Regions from separate parts of the Sus scrofa genome. Here region 2 is linked to region 1. The links are chromatin contacts, called in public Hi-C maps. All regions are on one chromosome and are shown on one strand. Each heading gives the region's core, a stretch centred on a gene start, on an enhancer-like site or on the middle of the called end of the contact. The rest is flanking DNA. Distances are from core to core; before and after follow the strand shown. Region 1 overlaps SERGEF (secretion-regulating guanine nucleotide exchange factor). Region 2 overlaps OTOG (otogelin).

Evidence for each region. Hi-C and Micro-C count contacts between places; a contact is called where the count stands out from the background.
Region 2: a Hi-C map of skeletal muscle shows a contact between it and region 1, with 5 times the contacts expected there. The contact joins two enhancer-like sites. A contact is called at or near these places in 2 of 5 promoter capture datasets (fetal liver and liver), 24 of 47 Hi-C or Micro-C datasets (alveolar macrophages, blood, brain and 14 more) and 1 of 2 datasets of contacts at active chromatin or transcription factors (skeletal muscle).

What each region holds. Positions count from the first base shown.
Region 1 is chr2:41,144,021-41,150,202 of Sscrofa11.1, reverse strand. All of the region lies in intron 8 of SERGEF (secretion-regulating guanine nucleotide exchange factor), which reads right to left. Among named protein-coding and RNA genes, the nearest start is that of SERGEF, 33 kb to the right of the region's middle. Within about 2 kb of position 3,957, at least 10 of the 83 cell types and tissues checked have an H3K27ac peak or open chromatin away from gene starts, as enhancers often do. A contact at or near this core is called in skeletal muscle, where this site is marked.
Region 2 is chr2:41,542,742-41,549,509 of Sscrofa11.1, reverse strand. It overlaps OTOG (otogelin), which reads left to right. Exons shown (of 57, transcript XM_021083273.1): 30 at 1,283-1,399; 31 at 2,080-2,236; 32 at 5,283-5,309. Among named protein-coding and RNA genes, the nearest start is that of OTOG, 44 kb to the left of the region's middle. Within about 2 kb of position 5,254, at least 3 of the 83 cell types and tissues checked have an H3K27ac peak or open chromatin away from gene starts, as enhancers often do. A contact at or near this core is called in skeletal muscle, where this site is marked.

The DNA.
Region 1 (6,182 bases), core at 2,708-5,207:
TCATATGAAAACATGGAGGTGAAAGCACTTCATAGTAGGAATTCCCACTGCAGCTCAGTGGTAACGAACCTGACTGGTGTCCATGAGGATGCAGGTTCAATCCCGGGCCCTGCTCAGTGGATTAAGGATCCGGTGTGGCCATGAGCTGAGGCGTAGGTCGCAGACATGGCTCAGATCCCACATTGCTGTGCCTGTGGTGTAGGCCAGCAGGTGCAGCTCCAATTCGACCCCTAGACCAGGAACTCCCATATGCCATGGGTGCAGCCCTTAAAAAGAGAGAGAGAGAGAAAGTACTTCGTAGTGATTAAAGAGGTCCACGAGTGCTCTGACTGCTGTCAGATGATCATAAATGGAAATGCAGCTGCTCCTGTGAATCCTGGAGTGGCCTCCAGACCCGTGCTCCTAGGGTACCATTCCCCCAGTTTCCACTGCACACACAAATCCATTAAGGGAAGCTCTGGCTACATATTTCAGGCAAGAATGAGTGTTTTCTTGGAGCAGAACTTCAGGTACAGAGGAAACTATTATTCCTTGTTCGAGTCATCCACAATTCCTCCTCATCTCCAGAGAGAAAGTGACAAGGTAGAAAGAGCACTGGACGGAGGAAATGAGACCTGAGTTCTGTTTCCCCTCCCCACCCCATCCCTATGCTTCCCCTTTTTCAGTCCTTGATTTCCCCATCTCTAAACTGAAAGAGTCAGGCCAGACGAGCTCTAAGTCCTCATCCATTCCTGACATTCTAAGGATTCCAGGATAAAAATGAATGGCTTCAATAAGAAGCAAAATCTCTTCCCTTCAAAAGAGTTCTTTGGGCTCAGTTTGACTTTCAACCTTTGGGTTTTCGAAGTTCTTAAGCACAAACATCATGAATTCCAAACCACCTGCTTTATATAGAGTTCATGTGGTCAGAATCTCCCTGAGCTCGGGTGAGGTTTCAAGATATACAGTCCCAAGAAGATAGGGTAATATACACTGTCACCCTATTCTGGAAAGGATCTTGGCCCCAAAACAGAAAATTCAGCATTAGGTATATTTATAAACTCAGTTTAGTGTGAATCAATGACTGGGCTTGGGTTTCACTAATGCTTAGACATCAAATGCAACAAAATATTTCTTGGTCTGTGACACTTGGCCAAAGGAGAGTGGCTAAGAACTGTCCCTTCCACATGTGCCATGCAATTCCCCACTTTAGAGGAAAAAAAAAAAAAAAGAATTAAAAAAAAAAATCTCAACTAAAAGGATATAACCAAGAACCAGGAGGACAGTGATGGAGGGGAGACAGAAATTTCTGAAAAGTAGAATCAGATTTCTAGCCTCGGTGCTGCCATCACGGCACTCTCTTTCCTCTTTGTTTCAGTTTTCACATTTACAAAGTGAGGAAGTATCTTTTTCCATTTCTGATTCTCTAAAACTTCTAAGACTTTAGGACATTTAAGGTGACAGTGAAGAGAGTGCAAGAATGTCAAGAACTCTGCATCTGGGCTCTCTTTTTCAATCCACAGCATTTGTGAGACCACAAACCTGCTCTGGGACATGTCCAGCATCCCCAAAGCAACCAGGATCTAAACATTCTGAACAAACCCACATTAAGGTTTGGATCTTGTATAAGTCACTCCCCATGAAATTCTGATAAATCACCAGCAGCCAGCACTTAGCATCTGTAAGCTTCGATCTTTCTGCACTGGCCAGGAGAGTCCTGAAGCAACCTGTTACCCAGCCAGAGACATTCATACCCAGAGCCACAGCAAGTCCGCTGTCAGAAAGAGAAGATAGGGACATCTAACCTCCTGATCGCCCCAGAGTTCAAGGGCAGAGGAAGCCAAAACGTAATGAACTGACACAAGCCCAGGCCTGTGCTGGATGCTGGCAGCTTTCATACACCATCTCATTTCATCCTCACCCAAGGGCAGAAATATTTCCCCATTTCCCAATGAGGAAATAAGCTCAGAGAAGTTAGGCTAATTCATTTGGCCAGCATGCACTAAGTACCTACCTGGGATGTGTCAGGTACTCTGCGATGCACTGAGGCCACAATGCTGAGCCAAACAGATGCAGCTCCTGCCTGGATGGAGCTGACAGTCTAGGAGATGGGAATTAAAGAATCCTACAGAAAACAGCACAAAGGAGAGGCTGAGTGCTCTGAGAAGTGATAAAAGGGAAACATGATTAATTAGGGATGTCAAGGGAAGACTTCCCTGAGGGGGAGACTAAGTTGAGGTCTGGGGGGAGGGATTGATATAAGTCAAAATGAAGGAGGAGTCCAGGGATACGTGTGGCAAACAAGGGAACATGAGCTGCAAAGGCACTACGGTGGGAAATACAGGACATAGTCCAGTACCCAGGCCGGAGTACAGGTCAGCTAGAGATCAAGAGCTAGCATGGTCAGAACAGGGGCTGGAAAGGCAGGCAGGGGGCAGACCACGCAGGCCTGGTAACCACTAAGGATAATGTCTTTATCATAACAGCAACGGGAAGCCACTGGAATGTGACACACGGGTTTGAAAAGATCTTCCAGCTGAGGTAAGGAACACAGACGGGAGCAGAGGGGGAGCACATGCGGGAAGATAGGACACCAGCCAGGGGCTGCTGCTGCTGCAGGATCCAGCAAGAGGGGACCGTGGCCTGAACGATGGTGGTGATGGAGAGGGCCCAGCCACCACGACCACACAATCAGGCAGCTGGCAGAGCTGAGAGTCACACCTCAGCCTGTCTGACTTCAAAGCCACATTTCTCTCTACCTCGCCATTTATTCATTCATCCAGCAATTAGTTACTAATCAGCTATTAGGTGCCAGGCCTATGCCAGGTGCTGGAGATACTGCCCTGAATGAAGGTGATGCCACTCCCTGGAATTTAGAGTCTAGACATTAAACAAATAAGAACGCAAAGAGATGAATACAATTACAGTTTGGGAAGAATATCAGGAAGGAAGAATAGTGTGATCAGAGATTTTTTTGGGGGGGGGTCTTTTTGCCCTTTCTAGGGCCGCTCCTGCGGCATATGGAGGTTCCCAGGCTAGGGGTCTAAGAGAGCTGTAGCCACCAGCCTATGCCAGAGTCACAGTAACTCGGATCCAAGCCGCATCTGCGACCTACACCACAGCTCACGGCAATGCTCATCCTTAACCCACTGAGCGAGGCCAGGGGATCGAACCCGCAACCTCATGGTTCCTAGTCGGATTAGTTAACCACTGAGCCACAATGGGAACTCCATGATCAGAGATTTTTTAACAGAGATATAATCTATAAGCCATGAAGATCTTCCAACTGTTGATAATATAAAAGAGCCACTTGCCAGATGCACAGAAGTGAAGGACCTCAGGAAGCTTTGCCTCTCAGAGCTGGATCTTGAGCATGGCATCCCGGGCCGGCTCAGGAGCCCCGTCTCAAGCCCTGCGCCAACCCGGCCGAAACAGAAGCCTTTCTAAAAGCAACTGCTATCTCTCTCTCTCTCTTTTTTTTTTTTTTAAAAAGCAACTGCTATCTCTTAATATGCCCACATCCCAAACACAGTCACTCCCACTTGTTCAGATGTTTGTACAGCGTTTCACAATTAGTTAGATCTTTCACATAAATGCATTCATATGAACCCCATGGCCACTGCATGCAGAATGGAGGTAGGTTTTAAAATCATACTTGAGAGATAAAGGAATTGACTCTAGACAGATGAAGTGACTTTACTAAGGTCACCCAATGAGGAAGGCACCCAGACCCACCATCCAGCTCTCACTAGAAGCACTTTGGGCCAGGAAATAGAATCTCAGATGAGACAGCTGCAGGTCACCGAGCCTGGATAATGTCACCCAGGAGTCCCATGAAGTTCCCGAGAACAATGATCAGGAACATTAAGCAGCTTGGGAAAGGTTTCTAGAATGCAGCTCCACCAGCCTGAGACACAGGTACCTTGCCAACTTTCCCAGATTAGAACAGGTTCTCTTGGACTCTTTCCAAGTGCCTCTGACTAACCGAGAAAAGTATTTTTCCATTGCAAGCACTGCAGGCAGGCACCAGACTCTCCTGAAGGGGGAGGGCAGAGGCTGCATCCCAGATTCCCATACAGACAAGTGTACAGTTGTCCTGATACCACGTGAACTGCCCTGGCTAGCACCCACCACTGGGCATGGGTACCTTGCCCAGCATGTCTCCATTGTGACACTGCAGACATTTGAGGCTGGGCATTTCTTGGTTGTGGGGGCTGCCCTTGTATTGTAGGATATTTAGCCGCATTCCTGGCCTCTAACTAAATGCCAGTAGCACCCCCTTCAAATGTGACAACCAAATATGTCTCCAAACATTGCAAATGTCCCCTAAGGGACAGAGTCACTGGTATAAGGACTATGGAAAGCATTGTCTACTTCTCCTTCCTCATGCTACCCACCCATCCCATCCCACCTTCCTGGACAGAGTTGTGGTCACTGTGCATAAACTCTGGTTCGTCAACATCACACCACTACTGTCTTCTAGAACAAGACTGGAGACAGCCTCTGTGCCAATGTGGCTGCAGGTAGGTCCCAGGAACAATTTACCACTGGAGCTTGTGACAACAACTAGAGGCACGTAAGTCCTTGTTGCACTAATGAGCTGCTTCTGACCCTGTGAGCAAATCTTGTTCCCATTAACATGAGCAGCTGGGTCTGATTAGGCCGGAAGCCCTGGGTGTTTCTTCTCAATGACATTGTGCCTGGGCAAAGGCTTCCACGGCTGCTGGGGTGGAGTGAGGGGGCAAAACTGGAGAATCAAATGGCAGGAGACTTCCATCTGCCCCAAACGCAGTGCAACAACCAGGACGCTCAAACATCCCAGCTTTTAACCACTCTGGTCTTAGGAGGAAGGGGAAAGTGACAAAGTGCATAAACAAGAGATCTGAATTAACAAGTTAATTAAACAGCTGAAACATTACCCCCAAATCACACTCTCAAGTGGAGGTGGAGACCTGAAGCTAAGCCCCAGAGCAGCTGGGGTGACTCAGATGGTGTCAGGGATGTGGGTTCCAACCTCCCGCCCTGAGGGCTGGGCTGTTGGCCCAGACGTGGAAATCAGCATGAGTTCCAAGGCTGCTGGGCTGGAATCAAAGCAGCAACATCTCTGTCTTTCATTAGGCGGCTGCCTAACCAGTTAACGGGTTTACTGACAGACTGAGCTAAACTCACTACCATTCGGGAGTAAGTGTATTTTCCTGCACAGCAATTCTTTGAAGACTAAGCATGAAACGCCTACCTGTTAGCACCTAGTGACTCACACCACTGCTGGTGTCTGGGCCACTTCTGTGCACTGACTTGGCTCCACTGCTGCACTGAAATCTGACGACAGGTCTGTCTCCCCTGGTGACAGTGGGCTCCTTGAGGGCAGGACTGAGCTCCAGCACAAGGCATGGTACATAAACAGATCCTCACCATTTGTCTGATGGATGGACAGACAGATGGATGAGCAAGTCTTCCATCTCTGTATTCTTAGACTTAAGCCTATCACACATTGCAGCAGGAGGGTACAGCCCATGTCTTTTCTGTTTCTCCAGGGCTCGGCACACCGCTCAATAGATTCCCAATAAACAATAACTGACTTGGTTGGATTCTTGAATCCAGAGACAAGCCTTCTGATCATGGACCAGTGAGTCCAAGGAGAGAGGTCAGAAATCTTCACCTTCTCCCCTGCCTAGTTGCATTTGAATATATTTAGTCTCTTTTTTTTTCTTTTTTTTTTTTTTTTTTTTTAATGGAACTCTCACAGCATAAGGAAGTTCCCAGGCCAGGAACTGAATCTGAGCCGCAGCTGCAACCTACACCACAGCTGCAGCAACGTAGGATCCTTAACCCACTGCACCAGGCCAGGGACCAAACCTGTGCCTCTGCAGTGACCTGAGCCGCTGCAGTTGGATTCTCAATCCAATGCACCACAGCAGGAACTCCTGTTTAGTCTCTTTAAACTAGAAACAGTTGAAAGCAGGAAATGAACACTTTCTCTGCAAGGCAGTGGAGATACAGACATGAGCAAAACTAATAATGGTGCCTCCCCTCACAGAGCTCATTATCTGGAGGAGAAGAGAGAGTAACGATTATACAAACAAGCAGCTACTATGCTCACTGAGTCTCCTTAAGAAAAATTTCTATAGGAGTTCCCGTCGTGGCTCAGTGGTTGACGAGTCCGACTGGGAACCAAGAGATTGCGGGTTCGATCCCTGGCCTTG
Region 2 (6,768 bases), core at 4,005-6,504, 400 kb before region 1:
CAGACATGACGGGGGGTGTCTTTGAGGTCTGGGAAATGTCTGACTGAGGATGCCAAGCTGTGAGCTATGGGGGAAAGAGCACTGAACTGAGTGCAGGAGACCTGGGTTCTTATCTTAGATCATCCAGTGACTTGCTGAGTGACCTCGAGTAAGTCTCATCTTCTCTGTGGTCCTCTGTGAAGTGAAGGGGCTTGGAGATGGATGGTGAATAGACTTCATCTCCTGCGACAAAACTGATCAGTCAGATGAGGCTGCCTGGGAAGCTCTATTGAGAAATACCAACAATTGTGTCAGGTTCAGCAGGAAAAGCTGATTGATTAGTTATGTCTGCCATGGGTGCTGCCTTAGAGAGTGGCATGAGTGTTACATATTTGGCTTTCCTGGCCTGGATAATCTGAGGTTCCTGATCCTCTACTGGGGAATAGAGAGAGATACACCTGCATACACTTAAGTCAAGGGAACACTTAAACATGGCCTGGAGCTCAGTAAATCCTGAGGTGGGACAAGGCTGTTCTCAAAAGCCTCTGAAAAGTATGGCCTACCTCATTCCATTTTAGAATGAGTGACCAACATTTATTACCCCTCCCCATTGTTATTTCTCTCTTGATAATCCCATTGGGCATACCCTGGGATTCTAGTGACAGTGTAGGCATAAGGGAGGAGGTTCAGCAGACACTAGAGAAATCTGTGTGAGTTCACTACGGCTGTGTCTATAACTGCAGACTTAGCAGCATCCTTCCACACACACGTATTATCTCACAGTTTCTGTGGGTCAGGAGTCAGGGCTGGACTCAGTTCTCAGCATAGGGTCTCACAGGCTGCAGCCAAGGTTCCAGCCATTTCAATGGGAAGGGACCTGCTTCCCTGCCCACTTGTGTGGTTCTTGACAGCCGTTCACTGCAACCAAAGAACTGATAGCTTCTGTTTGGGGGGGAGCTGTTGACCTAGGACAACCCTCAGCTCCTAGAGACCACCCACCCTCCTGCCACGCGCCATTCGCAACCAACAAGGGAGGGACTCCAGCCGATGGGCGCTGCAGTCTTACATAACATGATGACACAATCACACACACATAAGCACATCCACTCATCGCCTTTGCCATCTTTTGTCAGCTTGTCAGCATGGTCGCTCCCACTGTCAAGGGCAGGGGATTATATAAGGACAGAAACACCATATGAGGATCGGGGTGTGGGGGGGGCTCTAAGAGTCTGCCCACCACACCAGGCATCAGGCATTTGGGAGGCGGGTGGGGAGATCAACCGAGCTTTCTCTGCCCCCTCAGTGCCCAGACACCCTCGACCCCCGAGACACGTGTGTCCTGAATCCTCTCCGAGAACCCTTTGCCAAAAAGGAGTGCAGCATCCTGCTCAGCGAGGTGTTTGAGACCTGCCACCCTGTGGTGAGTGGATCCCAAGCTCCTGAGTCCCCTCCCCACCTCCCTGGGATCCCTTCTGTCCTCAGATCCCTCCTCCCTGCATGCCTTAGAGTGACAGCTCAGGCCTAGAGGGGAGGGTCCCCTCTGCCATTTCGCTGCCTTTGGCCTGCTCTGATGAGTCTGTCCTGTCTCCCCTGATGTCCCAGGACAGACAGACAGACAGAGCTTCTGGGACCCTTTCAACTCTGTCTTGCTCTGGCTCTTCCTCCTGATAAGGTTTTGGATGGCGGACACGGGCCCCTCTGTGGAGACAGAGGAGAGCTGGTGCTTAGCCCTGCAAGGTCCCCTCTGGAGCCTTGAAGTCTGTTGTCAAATGGGCCTTGGCCATCCCTGGCCCTGGCTGGGGGTTCACACCCCATGTCTGTTTCTCAGGCACACCCTAAGCCCCTGAACCCAGTAGCCTAGGCCGTGGCAAGGAGCGAGCTTAGTTCTCAAACGTGGGGTCTGCCTGAGCCCAAAGCTAACGTTTCCCCCTGAGCTGGTTGCCTCTCTGCCCTCAGCCCACACAGGTGGCTCACCCCCTCCTGTGGCCCCTTCACATTTACACTTTCTCTGAGGCTGCGTAGCATCATCTGAGGAGATGTAGGGCTAATATTCAGGATCCATCATCTGACCTCTGACTTCTGACTTCTGACCTCCTCCAGGTTGATGTCACTTGGTTTTACTCAAACTGCCTGACAGACACATGTGGGTGCAGCCGGGGCGGTGACTGTGAGTGCTTCTGTGCCAGCGTGTCTGCCTACGCCCACCAGTGCTGCCAGCACGGGGTGGTCGTCGACTGGAGGACCCCGCGCCTCTGCCGTGAGTGTCTAAACTGATCATCTGAAGGGGAGAGTGGGGTCGCCTCTGTGTGCAGGCCTGTGGGGACCCATCACTCTGGCCAGCATTTATTTTTTTTTAATTTTAATTTTAATTTTTTGGTCTTTTTGCTATTTCTCGGGCCACTCCCGTGGTATATGGAGGTTCCCAGGCTAGGGGTCCAATCGGAGCTGTAGCCACCAGCCTACGCCAGAGCCACAGCAACGCAGGATCCAAGCCGCGTCTGCAACCTACACCACAGCTCACGGCAACGCCGGATCGTTAACCCGCTGAGCAATGTCAGGGACCAAACCCGCAACCTCATGGTTCCCAGTCGGATTCGTTAACCACTGAGCCATGACGGGAACTCCCTGGCCAGCATTTATTGAGTACTTACTATGTGTCAGGCTCCAGCTGGCTTGTGTGTATCATTGAATTCTTTTTTTTTTTTTTTTTTTTTTTTTGCTTTTTAGGGTTGCACCAGAGGCATATGGATGTTCCCAGGCTAAAGGTCTAGTTGGAGCTATAGCTGACATTCTACACCATAGCCACAGCCACAGCAATGCCAGATCCGAGCCATGTCTGTGACCTACACCACAGCTCACAGCAATGCTGGATCCTTAACCCACTGAGCGAGGCCAGGGATTGAATGCTCGTCCTCATGGATCCTAGTTGGGTTCGTTACCGCTGAGCCACAATGGGAACTCCCATCATTCATTGAATTCTTAAATAATCCTATGAAATAGGACTGTCTATTTCTGTTTTACAGCCAAAGAAATGGGTTAAAGAGAGACGGAGAGATTAAATAACATGCTCACGGTCACACAGGTTGATAGCAGAACCAGATGGTCTGGCTGCAAACTCAAGCTCTTAACCACTTTATCAGAGGAGCCAGGAGCCCTGGGTTCCAGACCCAGCGCTGCCATTTGCAAGCTGTATCACCTCAGACGAGTCCTCCAAACTCTCTGTGGCTCAATTTTCTCATCTGAAGAATGGGACTAGACCTGTCCCACCAGGTTTATTGGGAGGGTCAAACAAGATAGTGACTATGGAGGCCCTTTGTCAGCGGAGACACAGGGGCCCCATCAGAGGCAACACAAGATAGCAGGGTTTTTTTTAAGAGCAGTGGTGGTCTGCAAATGCTCTTGGTTGCACACTTCTATCAGGTAAAAACATTTTGAGCACACGTGCATATACATATAGATACATGAGCATATATACACTGTTAATAGTGTAAATGTATATCATGAAATGGATACAAAGATTTAAAAGATGAAATAAAATATGCAGACATTTAAATGATTGATTAATTATTTATTATGTGTTCCTGCACACCAAAGCTCTTCCTGGCACAAGATGCCTCCCTCTGAGGTGCAGTGGTTATTATATAGGTGCTGGGGCCGGACCATCTGGGTTCAGACTCAAGTCCACCAAGCAGAGTGATCTGGGGCACCTGCTTTGCACTCTGAATTGTAATTGAGGGTTAAGAGAACTGTACCTTCCTTGCAGTGGGTGGTGAGGTTTATTTTTTTTAATCTTTTTTTTTTTTTTTTTTTTTTTTTTTTTTGTCTTTTTAGAGCCACTTTTTTTGGCATGTGGAGGTTCCCAGCCTAGGGGTTGAATGGGAGCTACAGCTGCCAGCCTACACCACAGTCACAGCAACATGGGATCTGAGCCACGTCTGTGACCTACACCACAGCTCATGGCAACGCCGTATCCCTGACCCACTGAGCGAGGCCAGGGACTGAACCTGTATCCTCACGGATACTAGTCTGATCAATTTCCACTGTGCCACAGTGGGAACTCCTGATCTTTATTTTAAAATGTTGCTATTTTGTCCATCATGGATATTTTGCATGAATTTTGAAATTTAAAAAATTGTGTTAAAATATTACATATCCTGATTACTGAGATTTTTGATATCTCCTTAAATTTTGCACCTGAGATGAGCACTTGGTTTACTCTAGTCCAGGCCTCTGTCTGTGTGGCAGATACTAGTGGTGGTCCCCATCCTGCAGAGGAGGGCACTACATTTCAGAGAGGTTAAGTAACTTGTCCCAGTATGCACAGCTGACTGTATGAGAGAGATGGGATTTGAACCCAGGTCTGTGGGACTCTTGAGAGCTGGCTCTTGACAGCTTTTCTGGGTGACCTCCCATGGACCTGGTACACACTTGAAATGAGGGCCTTGAGATCTTCTTAGTTTTGAGTTCAATCTTCTGAGTCTTCAGGTGAGGAGAAGTACATACTTTCCCAGAACCACATGGTGGGTCAATCTACTGATTCCTGGTACTCTTTTCCAGAGGGCAATGCCAAATGCAAAGAAGAGTATTGATCATGGGACTTCGGGGTGTGAGGTGGTGTTAGTTGCTTTCTTTAGACCATGCCTGAGAGTGAAGGAGACTCCTCCTCAGTATTTATCCCAGATATACTAGGCCACTTGGCTCTTCATGGTCTTGCTCCTGGCTTTAGTGACCCCTGCATGGACCCTAGCTTCCCCCCATGAACTAAGGAATCCTCGGCTGAGATGCCAGGGGAACAATCTGCAGTGCTGCAGTAGGCCACTAGAGGGCGTGTGGAGCACACATTTGGAGGAGCTTGCCAGTGCCTGATGGAAACTGTACCCAGGCGCCTGAAAAAGGCTTGGATCCTGGAGGCCTCTGGCCCCTTCCTCCCAAGGCCCTTGAAAGACTTACGTCTGACTTCTGTCTTGTGCTTGCATTCCTGTAGGACCTTCCATGACATTTCTGATTGGAGCTACCACCCCTTGGTTCAATTTTTGCCCTTTGGGGTCACACAAAATACATCCTTCTGACAAGCATTCATTCGTATTCATTCATTGGATACATGCTAAATGCCTATTCTGGGCTAGGCTCTGTGCTGGGGGCACAGAGAGGACATCTGGATCCAAAGACCACTTAGAATCTCAGAGTTTGGGAGGCAGGCCAAGTCCAGCCCTTGGGAAGGAGGGAGAGCTGGGATACTAGGGACCTTGGCTCTGTCCATCTGTTCCAGGCTTCTCAAGATGTCTCTGTTCTCTCTCTTTCAGCATATGACTGTGAATTCTTTAACAAAGGTAAGCTCATCTTCCCCCACGTGGCCCCTTGGGAGCTGGGGCACTGCCAGTCCTGCCCTGGTGCCTCACTAGCATCAGCCATCCTGAGGCCCTGCAGGAAGATACCATTATCGAGAGACAGCCCTGACAGTGCAGGGCCCAGGGCTGTTCCGGGACTACTCTCTGCAGCTCCTGCAGCCTCTGTCCAGAGCCCAGGCCAGGCTATCTTCCTGGGATGAGCTCATGCAGGACAGCTTCACCAGGACCTGAAAATCCCACTTGCATCAGTGCTGCCCCCTTGCCTTATAATCTAGCTCATCAGATGGAACATTTTCTTGGGTCTCTGAAGCTTTGAGTTGGCAGAGGCAAATGCCACCTGCTCTTCCTGAGGATGGCTAGGCCAAAACTTATGGCCCAGCATAGCCTGTTATATTCATCTTCAAGTTTAGCCAGGGTCACAGGGTAGCAGGATATGCTCCAACTTCTGCATTAAGCACATCATGACCAAAGACCTCAGGGAGGTTAATGTCCAGCATTAGAACCAATTAGTCCATCTCGTCACTAGGCTTGTGGGGAGCAGAGAGGGGAGGGCTGCCCAGGAGTAGTTTCCAGCACTGATCTTTGTGCAATGAGGCCAGGTTGGCAGAATTAGGTGCTTAAGTCCTTGGTGCCATTCGCCTTTGACTTCTAGAGTCCTTTGTGCCCCTACTTCCAGATACCATCCTGCCAGGAGCAGGCCTATATGGGTCTGGACCCAAGGCTTTGTCCTCAGTTACCTGCATTATCAGATTTTGGTTTGAAAAACATCCTCCCCATGAGAGTAGATTGGGTGAAATTATGGGGGACTGACTAGAAAGGCAAGGATACCAGTTAGGGGGTCCATGAGAATGAGGGCTGACATGATAATTCATAGTGACTGCAGTCTCACCAAAATGTTAGCCCCCTGAAGGGCTCCTGATGGCTCTAACCTTTAACCCCTAAAGGCATGAATCTGTCTCAGGAGGATGCAGTCCCTCACAGGCGGGGTCTGTCTGACACCAGACACGACATTTCAGCAAGACGGCTCTGAGCAGAGTTTGCTCCCTTCTGTGGCATTTTGAGTGGCAGTAACTGGCAAAGGACAAGCTGTTTCTAGCATCCTCCACCCACCCACCCGTCCTGTTCTTACTCTGCTCTTCTACCAGCATTTTCTCTGGTCTCTTGCTGGGCGCTGGGGATTCAGCAGTTAAGATACCTGTCCCGGTGGAGCACTGGAGCCGGTGCCTGCTGGCTCGCTAGGACTCCCTGTGTGTGTTCTCCCCTCCACATCCAGTTGGAATTTTGAGGTTGACTGCTGGTGGGAGCCTTTACACCATGGAAACCTGCAAACATCACCAAATGGGGTTTCATTTGTTCTTTTTTTTTTTTTTTTTTTTTTTTTTTGTGAGCTGATTGTTAACCATTTCCCAGCACAGCACTGCCTGGACCCCTGATTGAGACC